Linked DNA regions of Mus musculus: all the other regions are linked to region 4. Evidence: chromatin contacts called from public Hi-C, HiChIP or PLAC-seq and promoter capture Hi-C data. All regions are on one chromosome and are shown on one strand. Each heading gives the region's core, a stretch centred on a gene start, on an enhancer-like site or on the middle of the called end of the contact. The rest is flanking DNA. Distances are from core to core; before and after follow the strand shown. Region 1 overlaps Negr1 (neuronal growth regulator 1). Region 2 has its middle 45 kb from the start of Gm22458. Region 3 overlaps Negr1 (neuronal growth regulator 1). Region 4 holds the start of Negr1 (neuronal growth regulator 1).

What was found. Promoter capture Hi-C pulls out the DNA fragments that hold promoters and counts their contacts. Hi-C and Micro-C count contacts between places; a contact is called where the count stands out from the background. HiChIP or PLAC-seq counts read pairs in DNA pulled down with a chosen protein or histone mark.
Region 1: a contact with region 4 is called in a promoter capture Hi-C map of hippocampal neurons, with 2.4 times the contacts expected there. The contact joins the enhancer-like site here to the promoter of Negr1 in region 4. A contact is called at or near these places in 4 of 39 promoter capture datasets (frontonasal cranial neural crest, hippocampal neurons and liver), 2 of 484 Hi-C or Micro-C datasets (forebrain and frontal cortex), 7 of 115 datasets of contacts at active chromatin or transcription factors (SST interneurons, VIP interneurons, embryonic forebrain and 4 more) and 1 of 9 other capture datasets (liver).
Region 2: a contact with region 4 is called in an H3K4me3 HiChIP or PLAC-seq map of neural tube, with 5 times the contacts expected there. The contact joins the enhancer-like site here to the promoter of Negr1 in region 4. A contact is called at or near these places in 4 of 39 promoter capture datasets (hippocampal neurons, liver and pre-B cells), 1 of 484 Hi-C or Micro-C datasets (cortical neurons) and 3 of 115 datasets of contacts at active chromatin or transcription factors (embryonic stem cells and neural tube).
Region 3: a contact with region 4 is called in a Hi-C map of cortical neurons, with 4 times the contacts expected there. The contact joins the enhancer-like site here to the promoter of Negr1 in region 4. A contact is called at or near these places in 4 of 39 promoter capture datasets (hippocampal neurons, liver and pre-B cells), 16 of 484 Hi-C or Micro-C datasets (brain, cerebellar granule neurons, cerebellum and 8 more) and 9 of 115 datasets of contacts at active chromatin or transcription factors (SST interneurons, VIP interneurons, astrocytes and 5 more).

Annotation. Positions count from the first base shown.
Region 1 is chr3:157,180,757-157,184,013 of GRCm38.p6, reverse strand. The region is part of intron 6 of Negr1 (neuronal growth regulator 1); the gene reads right to left. Among named protein-coding and RNA genes, the nearest start is that of Gm24373, 29 kb to the left of the region's middle. Within about 2 kb of position 1,808, at least 15 of the 459 cell types and tissues checked have an H3K27ac peak or open chromatin away from gene starts, as enhancers often do. A contact at or near this core is called in SST interneurons, VIP interneurons and hippocampal neurons, where this site is marked.
Region 2 is chr3:157,319,857-157,322,966 of GRCm38.p6, reverse strand. No RefSeq gene overlaps it. Among named protein-coding and RNA genes, the nearest start is that of Gm22458, 45 kb to the left of the region's middle. Within about 2 kb of position 1,651, at least 52 of the 459 cell types and tissues checked have an H3K27ac peak or open chromatin away from gene starts, as enhancers often do. A contact at or near this core is called in cortical neurons, embryonic stem cells and neural tube, where this site is marked.
Region 3 is chr3:157,214,807-157,218,067 of GRCm38.p6, reverse strand. All of the region lies in intron 6 of Negr1 (neuronal growth regulator 1), which reads right to left. Among named protein-coding and RNA genes, the nearest start is that of Gm24373, 5.5 kb to the right of the region's middle. Within about 2 kb of position 1,552, at least 21 of the 459 cell types and tissues checked have an H3K27ac peak or open chromatin away from gene starts, as enhancers often do. A contact at or near this core is called in SST interneurons, VIP interneurons, brain and 4 more, where this site is marked.
Region 4 is chr3:156,559,980-156,563,058 of GRCm38.p6, reverse strand. It overlaps Negr1 (neuronal growth regulator 1), which reads right to left and starts at 1,265. Exons shown (of 7, transcript NM_001039094.3): 1 at 707-1,265. The coding sequence starts at 864. It overlaps 4930570G19Rik (RIKEN cDNA 4930570G19 gene), which reads left to right and starts at 1,372. Exons shown (of 4, transcript NR_040399.1): 1 at 1,372-1,583.

The DNA.
Region 1 (3,257 bases), core at 559-3,058, 620 kb before region 4:
ATGTTATAGTTAACTCTGCTAAACAGGCCATCATGGACCATAAGGAAAACTAACCTATAGTATAATCAAACTGATGACGATTTCCCAGAACATATGGATGGCAGGTTGGCCCAAAACTTTTATCATTATTCTTTGTTGTCAATGTGCTTATGTAATTTCTGCAGTTCTTTCTTTTTCTTCTTTAAGTTTCCCTTGTTAAAATTTTTAATTGAAAATAAACCTTTTCATAAGTTTTTTGTTGTTGTTGTTTATGGTTTCTCCTTACTTTCTGCCTACCTCTCTTCCCAATCCATGCAACTTCACACATTTTTCCCTTGTCTTAATTTAGATAAAGACACTGTAAGGTGACCTCTATTGTGTCTATTTGTGTCTATGTTCCTTTTTTTTAATGATGGAGAAACAGCTGAAGCCAGGCCAATGCTCTGCTGGGAGAAGTCTACACCACATCATTCTCAGAGCTGTGATACCTGCCATTCTGGACAGGTGCGCTGGCCTAATTTCTCGACTAAACCGATGGTGTGTCAAACAGCCAAAGAGAGCCTTCATTTTAGGCACTGTGTTAAATATAATGGATTATTGTGTTAACGGCTCATATATCTTGTGAAAATTAATAGCAAGTAGGATACATTTTTTTAATAGAATTTATCATTGCATCTTTCTTATTCACGAATATATTTTGAGAGAGACTTATTAGACAGACTTATCTGAAGTTTTCTCAAAGTCAGGATGAGAGAGTTATGTGTTTGGCTGTGTAGGAAAGCAGTTAGGCAGCCTAGAGTCGCATCACTTTGTCAATCCAAATCCAATTTAGTAATTTCCCGAGGCCCTAGTCCACCCACAGTTAATCATCATCTGATCTGGTGTCATGATTTGGCATTCTAAAAAATAAAATAAGATAAAAAATCAGCAGGAGTTTCTGTAGGGTTGATCAATTTAGTCTGTCAAGATACATGTTGAAATAACTGTCTAAAACACACGAAAGCACTAACAAAGGTGAGTTTTAAGCTCTGAACTGGGAGCTCCTTACAGATGGCATGATGTATTTGCATTTTCCAACAGCTCACAGGGTGAAGGTGACACACGCTCTGGTGACTTGTCCATTACAGGTGATTCTCACTTGATATAGGACAGAGCAGTACTGGATGATAGTGACATATCATAGCCATGCTTTGGGGAGATACTTTCACAATGAACTCTGAGTATCAGCCATTTCCTTTTATATTTGAATATCGATAATTTCTGGGTTTCAATAGACTTTATTTTAGTCCCACTGCAAGTTATTCATTCAAGTTTAAAGCTCTCATAAGCCATCAAAGCATTGCTGACCTGCCTAACCTCAGTTCCTTGTTCTTAATGACAGCTACTGACACACAGCAGATTTCAACAAAGGTGAAAAGGAGCCTTTGAGATTCTGAGAGATTCTAACTGCTCCTGGGGAAGAAGTTGGTAAACATTCAAGATTCGGGGCTCTGCTTGGATCCAGACCCATGCAGTCTCTGCAGTGTGTAATGTAAGGAATGGCTTGGAACACACAGGTCCTAAGAATTCTGGACAGGGGGCATAGTCATCCACAGTCCTCCCTCGAACATTAAGTCTCTCTCATGATTGAGATGAGCAAATCCTACAGAGATTTCTATTGGCAGGTGTTCTCAATTGCTGCCAATCATATACATTGATTTTTCCAACACAGAGCATGTGTGTTTGAGGCCTGATGACTTTACATAACAGGCTTTTGGGAGGATGGCTGCTGAAATATATCTGTGTGTTCAAGCTTGTTTTGTAAATGCTAAGCACATTAAGCTTCCTCAGTGTTGAAGTTATTGCCATGGAAACACTGCCAGTTAATAACTGTGTCTGGCTTCATGTATTGCTGTGCTAGACACTAGTAAATGAATAGAAATGGTACCTTAGCCCTTGGTGTGTTACATCCTCAGAGGGGCCCTGGAGGAAAAGCTGGTAAGCACCCGATAAAGGGTGACCATGTTGCTGATTATTATCTTAAAACAGTTTTCTATGCTGAGAAGCCTGGCAGAGAAGCGTTTGAGGAAGCTTGAGATGGGAAAGCTCAGAGGCCACGTTCTGACAGGAGAAAATAAATTCTGGACAATTCTCAAGCCCTGAGGTTTCACTCTTCTATGCCTCTGATTGGGGGACACTTGGGGTGTCACTTGCATTATGGATTCATATCACCTACATAGAGAGAGCAGCTGACATCTTGGGCTTCAAGCTCTGCTCTGAAAGAATGACCTTTCATGCTGAATCCATAGATGGGCTTCACAAGGTAGAGTGACTCCATCTGTAGTTTCACTTTTCAGAAAGAATGAGCTGACCATGCTTGTAGTGCATGGTGCTCTAGGCTGATCTGCTCTACATATTCAGATCAGATTGCAGGGTTTCTTCACATACATGCTTAGCTCATGTTTACTTTTTACGGCTGTGCCAGTCTACCACCAGCTCCTAAATCTGGGAGATCAGACAAGAAGACTTCCTGGACTTTTGGAAGAGATATCCAAAATGGAGAACACAGGCTGAGCATGCTCTTCTGAGATCCTGCTTCCTGGAGAGACTGGCTATGTGACTGCTGTTTTTGAACCTTCTGTGTCTCTTTCCCTGTAGGTGTGAAGGTTAGACTCTAGCTCTCACATGGAACTGCCACATTAGTCTGCATTTTCACACAGGTTCCAGTGCACCTGAACAAACATTAGGAATTAGGAAAACAACCACCACTGCTGTCATTTCTTCTCCCCACAGGTGGTCAGGAGCCGTTCTTTCCTAGCTCCCTGATATTGCTAAATGTTTTGTTGTTACTGACTTTATTGGAAATGTCAAGTATAAAAAGTAAATGTTGTTTTCCAGGTCCAAAGACAAAGAGAAGTCTCTGGCTGATGCCCGGCCCTGGGTCCTCTGGATGCTGCATCCCCCTAATAGAAGCATCAGCTTGGAGAGTGGTCACCTAGGAAATCTGTGATACGACTTTGGCATTTGAAACTAATGCAATAGGCTCATTCTACTGCTACTTCATCTGACATTGCTGAGAGAAACAGTCTTGTGTCTTTGAGCCAGGAGTCTTATGTTTTCTAAAGTATCTATGGATGGTGTCAAGCAGATGTCACTATTTGAGAAGGGAAACACTTCAAACAATTCAAATAGTGACATCAAGTTCTGTGGTCTTCTGAAAGCACAGGAATAAAATAAAAAACAAAGTGTTAGGAGAATTGAGATCTTATCCAAGTTCTGCATTGAAGAGTTATGACAAT
Region 2 (3,110 bases), core at 402-2,901, 760 kb before region 4:
TCCATGAAGCTGATGGACTAAGGTTGGTCTTCAGTTTATGTCAGGATCCTAAAGTAGGCTCTAATGCCAGTGAAGAAATGGAATTGTCAGTGAGGAGAGCGAGGGCAAGCAAACAAAGGACAGAGAGCTTCCTTCTTCCTGCTCCTCCCACATGAAAAGACCTGGATTAAAAGTTTGTCTTTTGAACTGGCTTGTTTTGTGTGTCAACTTGACACAGCTGGAGTTATTACAGAGAAAGGAGCTTCAAGTGAGGAAATGCCTCCATGAGATCCAGCTGTAAGGCATTTTCTCAATTAGTGATCAAGAGGGGAGGGCCCATTGTGGGTGATATCATCCCTGGGCTGGTAGTTTTGGGTTCTATAAGAAAGCAAGCTGACCAAGCCAGGACAAAGCAAGCCAGTAAGTAACATCCTTCCATGGCCTCTGCATCAGCTCCTGCTTCCTGACCTGCTTGAGTTCCAGTTCTGACTTCCTTTGGTGATGAACAGCAATGTGGAAAGTTTAAGCTGAATAAACCATTTCCTCCCCAGCTTGCTTCTTGGTCATGATGTTTATGCAGGAATAGAAACCCTGACTAAGACAGTCATTTCATCTCTAAAGATGCAGATTAAGGAAAGTGAAGGGAGAGAGGGTCAGGGGAGTGATGGGGTGGGGGTAGAGGAGCTGGAAGAACTGGAGGGGGGGGGAAATTGCTTAGGATGTATTATATGAGAAGAAGCTATTTTCAATTAAAAAATACCATTTAGGTGTACCCAGCTGCTTGAGCCTTGGTTAATTCCAGCTGTAATCATGTTGACAACTAAGAATAGGTATCCTACAGTCTTTTAAGAGGATTTCTAATACATGGCAGAGTGTTTCTGAAATGCTACTTGTCTGGGAATGAGTTCATTTAGACAAAAGAGCCCTTACTGGACACCTTGTGTTAGTCATATGCAAACTAGGAAGCTTTGTTACCACGTTGCAAGAACAGAATTGTGAGAAAACAAGAATGTCTGAGGACACACACTGCCTCATTGTAATGTAGATATATACAATTCCAGAAAATAAAAGAAGAAAATAGGAAAAAAAAAAAGGGGGGGGTGTGCTCACTCAAAATGTAATGGAAACACAAAACTGGCTTCCTTCTTGTCAACATTCTGAAGATTTGACTGAAGATGTCCCAAACATGAGCCTGTTGTCTACCAACAGGAACTATGTATTTCCAGAAACAAATTTAATTCCAAAAAAAGTCTATTTTCTCCATGTCAGCACAGAGAGCAGGTGCTGCCTTCTGATTAATTAAGTCACAAGATGTTCCTCATGCTAAAATCTGAGCAAAGGAGAAAGAAATAGAAATGGTGGGTTTACATGGGTGCAATTTCTCGTATTTATTCATTTGAAATTACCCAGAATATCACATGCCCAGCTTGTAAGCTTGTCTTCCAGACCGTGGACTGCAGTGGGACTTGGTGTATGTGGAGTTTGTTTTGTAAAGGACAACAGTGTGAAACAGTTTCAAGTCTCCACCAACCATTTCATAAGGATTCTGTGAAAAATGAGCTATTGACCTTGTTTTTGCCAGGTCACTAGTCAAACTGTGTTGCAGGGAGATGTGGGGTTTCCAGGCAACCATTGTCTACATCAGTGAAGCTACTTAGAAAGCTACACAGGCAGTTCATTCTATGGCCCTGTTAAGGGTTTTAGAGCAATCAGGGAGCCTTTGTTCTCTATTGTTATCCTGATGCAGTCTTCCAGGATTATTTTCTAAAACCCTTTGCTAAGCTAAATCCCCACACTCTTAGGAATTCCCCCAGGCTTGCAGTGCTTGTTTAAACACAATTCTGAGCTGCAGGAAGCTTGAACCAGCCTTGGTTAGTGTGAAGTTTACATCCTGAGTGTTAAAAAGGTCAAAATTAAGGAAGCTCCAAAATTCCCAGTTTCACCAAGTAACTCCCTAATGCTGTTGGTAACCTATTTGAAAGGAAGGGAGAAAGGATCTGGTGGACCTCATACATCCTGTGGCTCTGGTTTCACCAACAGAGAATACCTGGGCTCCCAGTCTAAGCAGCCAGGCAGCTTCTGCAACAGAGGCTCGACCTTCTACATCATTGTACCAGAATGTGAGTGAAGAAGTCTTCTTATCTGTTCATGTTTCTTGTTGTTGTCAAATAGCTACTTCACTAATAGTAAATGTTCCCAGAGCACAATCCAAAGGTTTTCTTCTTAAGTTTTTTAACAAACACCCCCAAATGCATGTACTTTTTTTTTTAACATAGCAGGCCCATGAAGTAATGTAGTCCTTGCAGAGTTTTTAAACTTTTTTCCATATGCCCCAGACTATTGAGTGATGGTTTGTGAGATACACAGGCTAAAGTTGTTAGAATAGAGAGACTCTAGAATATCAGATATGTGAATAACCTAGATTTTGGGTTGTCAGTTACTGAGAGATTATATTATCAAAGCTCAAATATTGTTAATTCATTTAATTTGACTGTTGTTTTGAGCCTGGGTCTCATTATGTAGACCACTCTGGCTTGGAACTCACAGAGATCTACTTGCTTCTGCCTCCTGAGAGCAAGGGAGAAAAGCATATACCACCACACCCAGCTGCTTTAAAATGTCTTACATCACATCACATGAGGACACATTTTACTTTAGTGAATGTGCCTGTGTTATTTTTTGATTATTTTTTATTAGATTTTTTTTTTTACATTTCAAATGTTATCCCCTTCCCTAGTTTTCCCTCCAAAAGTCCCCTCCCACCTCCCTCTGCTCCCCAACCCACCCACTCCCATTCCTGGTCCAGGCATTCCCCTATACTGGGGCATAGAGCCTTCACAGGACCAAGGGCCTCTCCTCCCATTGATGGCCAACTAGGCCATCCTCTGCTACATATATAGCTAGAGCCACAAGTTCCAACATGTGTTTTCTTTGATTGGTGGTATAGTTCCAACTGGTTAGTGCATATTGATGTTCCTCCTATGGGGCTTCAGTCTCCTTCAGCTCCCTGGGTATTTCTCTGGCTCCTTCATTGGGGACCTTCAGAGCCTGAAGGAATGACCATCCAGAGACTGCCCCACTTGGGGATCCACTCCATAAACAACTACCAAACCCAGTCACTAGGCAGATGC
Region 3 (3,261 bases), core at 303-2,802, 650 kb before region 4:
ACTGAGCTACAGAGACAAGGCAGAAATTAATCCTTTTGGTTGCCATGGTTTCACTGAAAGATCTGATTGCCGTTCACTGTGGTGCTGAGGCAGTAGGATGAAGAGCATGCAGCTCTGCCAGGACTAAGGTTAGCATGGATAAGGGCTCAGAAGACAGGCTCTAAGCTGACAGAGAAGGCACAACAACCGTAGGGACCCAATGTGAGCCCTTTCCATATAAAGCATCAGCAGGCTTGACAGGGAAGCAGAGGGTAGTATTGGAACCACAGCTTTCCCACCGGGAAGGAACTAGTGAGTGGTCCACATTCATGGGCATAGCTGATGCCCAATGATAGGAGCCTCTTTTCAGTATAGATTGAAGTTTTCAGGCTGCCAGAAAACTTAGTTTACATTTCTCTGGAAACCTGAGGGTGGGTCACCATGAAATCTCTGGATTGCAGGGGTCTGATATGTAAATATTAGGTCCTCATGGTTAGCCTACATACTTCCCTGGGTAACTTTGTTTCCAACACAAGGTGATTAAGGATGAGCATTTAAGGGAAACTGACCTATGGCCAAATCCTGGATGCAGAATGCAGAAGTCTCCCCTGTAGGTTTGTGGGTTTACAAGCATAGGTGAAGTCTCATGAGGAGAGTAAACAAGTGCAGACATAAGCCATGTAGCACACTGACTGCAAATAGCAATGTCTTTATAAGTGAGAGTTTATCTGTTTACATTTCATGTGTGTGTGTGCCTGTGCATGTGTGTATGCATGTGTGCATATGCTCACGTGTGCATGTGTGTGCATATGTGCATTTGTTGTATGCATGAATGTGTGCATGTTTATGTATGTCCATGTGTTTGTGTGTATGTATGCATGTGTGCATATGTGCATATTGTGCACACATATGTGCATATGTGTGCATGTATGGTCATGTGTGCATGTGTGTATGTATAGTATTCATGCTTATACATGCATGACAGAGTGCAGGCGAATGCATATGTGTGTAGTATATGCACCTGTGTATACATGAGTGCATGCATGTGCATGCGTGTGAAACTTTGAGGTTGATTTCAAGTGTCTTCCTTGGCTACCTTCTAGCTTATACACTGAGGCTGCTCTCTAGCTTATACACTGAAGCAGGGTCTCTCACTGGACTTGCAGCTTGCCACTTCAGCTCCTAGTAAGCCAGCTTGCTTTGTGGATATTTGTCTCTGTCTGCAGAGTGATAAGGTTACAGGCAGTCATTGGATCAATCTGGATTTTATGAGGCTTTTAGAAATCTGTTCTCTGTCCTCATGCTTGTTGAGCCATCTCTCCAGGACCTTAGCATATTTTATTTTAATTGAAAAGATAATAAATGGCTTTAAAAATCATTGCAGCACTGTTACCACTTTATGTTGTTATAAATGGCTACTACACAAATTCAACCTTAAAATTTTTCTTTATCAAGACAACAATTTCTATTAACGAGAGACGATGAGCACTCTAATTAGTGGCTCTATCCGAGTAGTCTGCAAAGCAGCAAAGGCTTTGTGTCCCCATCTTGCTCGCAGCTGCACTCATGTACCAGAGTTTCATTAGAGCTCTATACACACACACACACACACACACACACACACACACACACACGGAGGAGGGGGTTCCCCTGAGATTTAAAAGGGATATTGACTCTGAAATCAGCACAGAAAATTGGGTTGCAAAGGAATATAATTCCTTCTAATCTAGAGGAAATCTGGAGAGAATTTCTTTTCCTTGAAACTTATTTGACAATAACTGCAGAAGCCAGCAAAAAACCTTCTGCAGACAGGCCTTCTAGCTAGGAGCACAGCTGAGGCCCTGGAAATGCAGAAGGGGCCTTGTTACTCCTTCCTGCAGAGTTCAAGCTATACTGGGCACTGCATCCTTCCCCTGTGTTCTTTCCCTGACATCTAATAAGCAGTAGTCTTGGTGGAGTGTACTAATGAACAAAGGCTGCAGATGGAGCCAGATGACAGACATCAGCTTACACAGAAGCCCTGACCTGGTACACAGAATTCTGACTGTGGTCTAGGTGCTAACCTACCCCACTTGGTAGTGACTGACCTGTCAGATACTTGGTGTTCTACTGCATGTGTGGGAAGACAACCCCAGGGTTTTCTCCCCACTGTACCTCACCGTGGGCTGTTACAGAGCAAACTGAATTTCAGTGGAATTAAAAACTTCTTGATATCATGCCAGCCATATCTATTCAGACTTCCCCTTACTCACATCCTTCCAAATTTTCCATTCTGGGCTGTCACTAAGTAGAAGACATTAATGATTGTAATCTTCTGTACACAATACACATGTAATCCATCACATTAACTATTTATAAAATGTCTATCATGTACCAGAGACTGTGCTCAGATCTTTAGAGAGATTATCTTGTTTTTACAATTACCTTATAAGGTAAGATGTTATTTTTCCTGTTTTGCAGCTGGGTAAACTAAAGTTCAGAGGAGTTTAATCTACCCAGTGTCACCACTGTGGCATAAAGTAAGCAGACAGTATGTGTTTTTCTTCTATATGTAGGTGACAAAACAGGACTCAAAGCACATGTGACTTAGCCAAGTATGCTAAGCAAGTATGCATGCAAGACACAGACACAGACACAGACACAGACACAGACACAGACACACACACACACACACACACACACACACACACCTGTACAAGACACCCTAAGAACTGTTCCATCCACAGACAAATGCAGGTACTCATCCCATGAGGACAATCAGTTGCTGAATGCAGGGTACTTGGAGAGCACTTATTCCAAAGACTAAGTGTGCAGCCTCCCTCCTAGCATAGATTTTATTTTCTATCACTTGTGGCCTCTTGACACATTTGAACCAAAGCTGATGTTAATTGGCAAAATACACACTGTTCAATGGTTCAGGAAAAGTGAACATTAGGAGATACCATTTACTTAAACGATATATGGTTGAAACATTTAGTGATGAAACAGGAAAATCGGTGGCCAGAGGAAGCTTGATGAGCCTCCAGTCTGCACAGAAACCATGCAGATAAAGTGGATTTTGACCGTTGTATCCTCTTCAGGTATAGCCACTAGAAAAAGGGAGATTTTCAATACTCACAGTGGAAAAGAACCTGCTCTTATGGATTCTGGATATCAGTTCCATCTGTACAGTGTTGTCTTTCAGGCATTAGATCTTGTGTTTGAGGCTCAAATTGACATACAAAGTTGGTATGGTGATACATACTTGCAAACCCAGTGCCAGGGCCACTGAGCCAACCTATC
Region 4 (3,079 bases), core at 16-2,515:
TGGGAGGCAAAGCTGGAGACAGATGATGGTCTGGGAGGGGAAGACAAGGGCTATGGTGAGGACCGGAAATTAGTGGAAAGGGAAATCTGGAAAAACAGGGAGAATAAGGAATGACAGGAACTAAGGTGTGAGGGAAACACTGGGAACACTATAGCATAGGAGTAAACCAGAGACTGGAGGCAATAGGGGTGACTGAAGAGGGAGTTGGAGAAATGGGATAGGGGACAGAGGAAGAGGGAAACACAGAAGGAAAGCAGCTACAGGAGGGGGAAAAAAGCTGAATGGAATATTTGGATCTTACTGTTCAAGTGAGAGGGAAAATAAATGGAGCACAGAGCCAGCAGTTGAGAAAAGTCGCTTACGGAGTGAAGCAGAAACAAGCCCTGTAAACTTGTCAGACTCCTGGAGTACCGCTGGCAGCAGAGCGGAGACCTGGCTCCAAAGTGGCACCTGCCCCTCCTTCAAGCCCCACACTTCCTAAGCCCGGGCTGCTTGGAAAGCGCTTTTCCCTCTCTCCCTAATCCAGCCAGACCCCTGCCCCGGGGTCCGAGAAGCCCAGGAAGGGTCATGCGTGGCTAGCCTGAGGTGTGGTGTTTTTGCTCGTGAGCAACAGCAGGATTCACTCTGGGTGTAAAGCAAGGTGCAGAGAGGGAAAGGGACGGAAAGACAGACTGAGGCAAGTGTAGAGAGGGCGCGCGGTCCCTACCTGAGCACCGCTGTGTCACCTTTCCTCACCAGCATGTTGTCCACGGCCGCCCAAGGGAAGTCCACGCTCTGCCCGGCCGGGAGGCAAGAGCACAGGCTCAGAAGCACCGCCGCCAGCCACTGGTTCGAGCAACAAGCGCCCTGCGCCAGGAGCACCATGTCCGTGCCTGCCAGGCTGCTCGCTCTCCGGCAGCGTCGGCTCCCACCCCCTGCTGCTGGCGAGGCTGCCCGATAACCAGGCGGCGCGCCACACGAGATTTTTTTTCCTCTTTTCCTTTTTCTGAGTGGGTGGGTGGGTTTCTTCTCTTTCTCGCCCCCTCCCTAGTTGTCGGGCGTAGTTTCCCTCTTTCCCCGGCCTCGCCTCCTTTCTGCTCCTCTGCAGCTTGCCTTCCCTCCCTCCCCTCCCGCCCCCTGGCACCGCGCTCCACCTCCTTCGGGGCGCCCGGCCGCGTCCGGAGCGTGGCTAATCCCTGGCGGCCGCACACCGTCCTGCGAGGCTGCGAGCAGAGCGCGGGAGGCGGCGCAGGCAGCGCGGGGCGCAGCAGCGGCCGGCGGCCCCCGGGCTCGCGCGCGTTGCCAAGCGGCCGTTTCCGTAGCAACCCCGCCCAGGGATGGAGGACCAGGCAGGGAGGGGGGCCGGAGAAGCGAAAGAGATAGATCAAAAAGAGGAAAGAAGAGGGACTGGGAAGCTAGGGCGACTGAGGATACGCCGAGGTCTAGTCCGGCTTGGCAGCGCGAACTAGAGAGCTTTGCGAGCCGCGGGGCTGGGAAGTCAGGGCATAAGGGCCAGGCCTGCCCTCTGGTGCTTTCGGCTCCTCGGGCCCCCGACTTTAAAGTGCTCAAGTTGGGGTCGGCGCCATCATGACGCCTGAGACTGAGTGAGTTGGCTTTTTTTGTTGTTGTCTTGTATTTTTTTTTTAATCCTGACTAGCTAATAGCGCTGTTAATAAACTGCCAGTTAGCTCTCTCTTCTCTCTCTTCCTCTCCTCTCCTCTCCTCTCCTCTCCTCTCCCCTCCCCTCCCCTCCCCTCCCCTCCCCTCCCCTCCCCTCCCCTCTCCTCTCCTCTCCTCTCCTCTCCTCTCCTCTCCTCTCCTCTCCTCTCCTCTCTTCTCTCCCCTTCCTGTTTCCTTCCCTCCGTTCCTTATTTTTCCTTTAGTGGGGGTATTTCTTTTCACCCTCTCTTGGAGATAAGCAGGGATTGTGGCGGCGCTGCTGCTTTACGGGGACAGTATAGTGATTCGGGCATGCCGACCGAAAGCTAGTGCGTGTGTGAGTCCGCCTGTGCGTACTGGAGAACGCCTGCCCTTCTCTGTGCGTCTTGATACTAACTTGCGCATGAGTGTGTGTGCGCGTGTGGTGTCAGCACAGAGTGTCCACTTGTGAGAGGGAGATGGAGTGTGCAGGGCGCGTGCTGGGCCCGGGAGCGCGCGACACGCAGGCGCAACGGGAGGGATGGGCGGGCCTTACTGGGATGCAGAGTTGGAGGAGGCTGCAATCAGTGTTTTAATTGTGTGGAGCTAGGCGGTCCTGTTATGTAAGAGGCAGTTTAACCCATTTGAGCCTACTGGGCGGAAGGCTTGCGCATTCGGTTGAAGCCAAGGCATTCCTCGGCTTTAAAGAGTCCCAGTTGTATTTTTTTTTTTCACCGCCTCCCAGTTGGGGTGGACCTGCATCCTTTGAGCAGTAACCTCAACCCCTCAAGGGGCAAGCAGTGTCCCGCGGATCTGCTAGCCTACGCCCAGGTCAGGGCAAAACAGGGTACAAGGCACGGGGGTCACCCCATAGTCCACTCTTCCCCCCCCCCCACCCCCTTTCTGGCACTCATTTTCAACCCTAAGATCCTAGAGGTCTTCCAGGCGATTTGCAAATCAATGAGAGAATCTGAATCCAGAACAGCGATTCCAGTGCCCATGAGGAGTTTGGGAAGCTGGTGGTTAGAAATAACTTACCCTCACCACTTGGTTTCCCCCACCTTCCGCCTGTAGCGGTATTTACAAAACACATTCGTCTTTCACTGGTGCTCATTTGAACTCCTTTATTTATTTATTTATTTATTTATTTATTTATTTATTTTATTCTTTTATTTTTTTCTGAACGCCAGCAGGGCCCCGCGGCAGAGCGCACTGAAGCAAGGATCTCTGCAGGGGTCAGCATCCGGCTTCCTCCCCAGACTGAGCTCTTGATGAGGCAGGCAGGAGTCATAGATGTTGGTGGTACCCAAGGTGGCTTTTTATTTTTTATTTTTATTTATCACGTTGTCTAAGGATAGATGGGGTAGGGCCAGCAATTCACATCACCCGGGACCACCCAGACTGACTATCCAGGAGCCTCTAAGCAACATCACCACCCTGCAGAAGATTCCCTGCGAGGCTC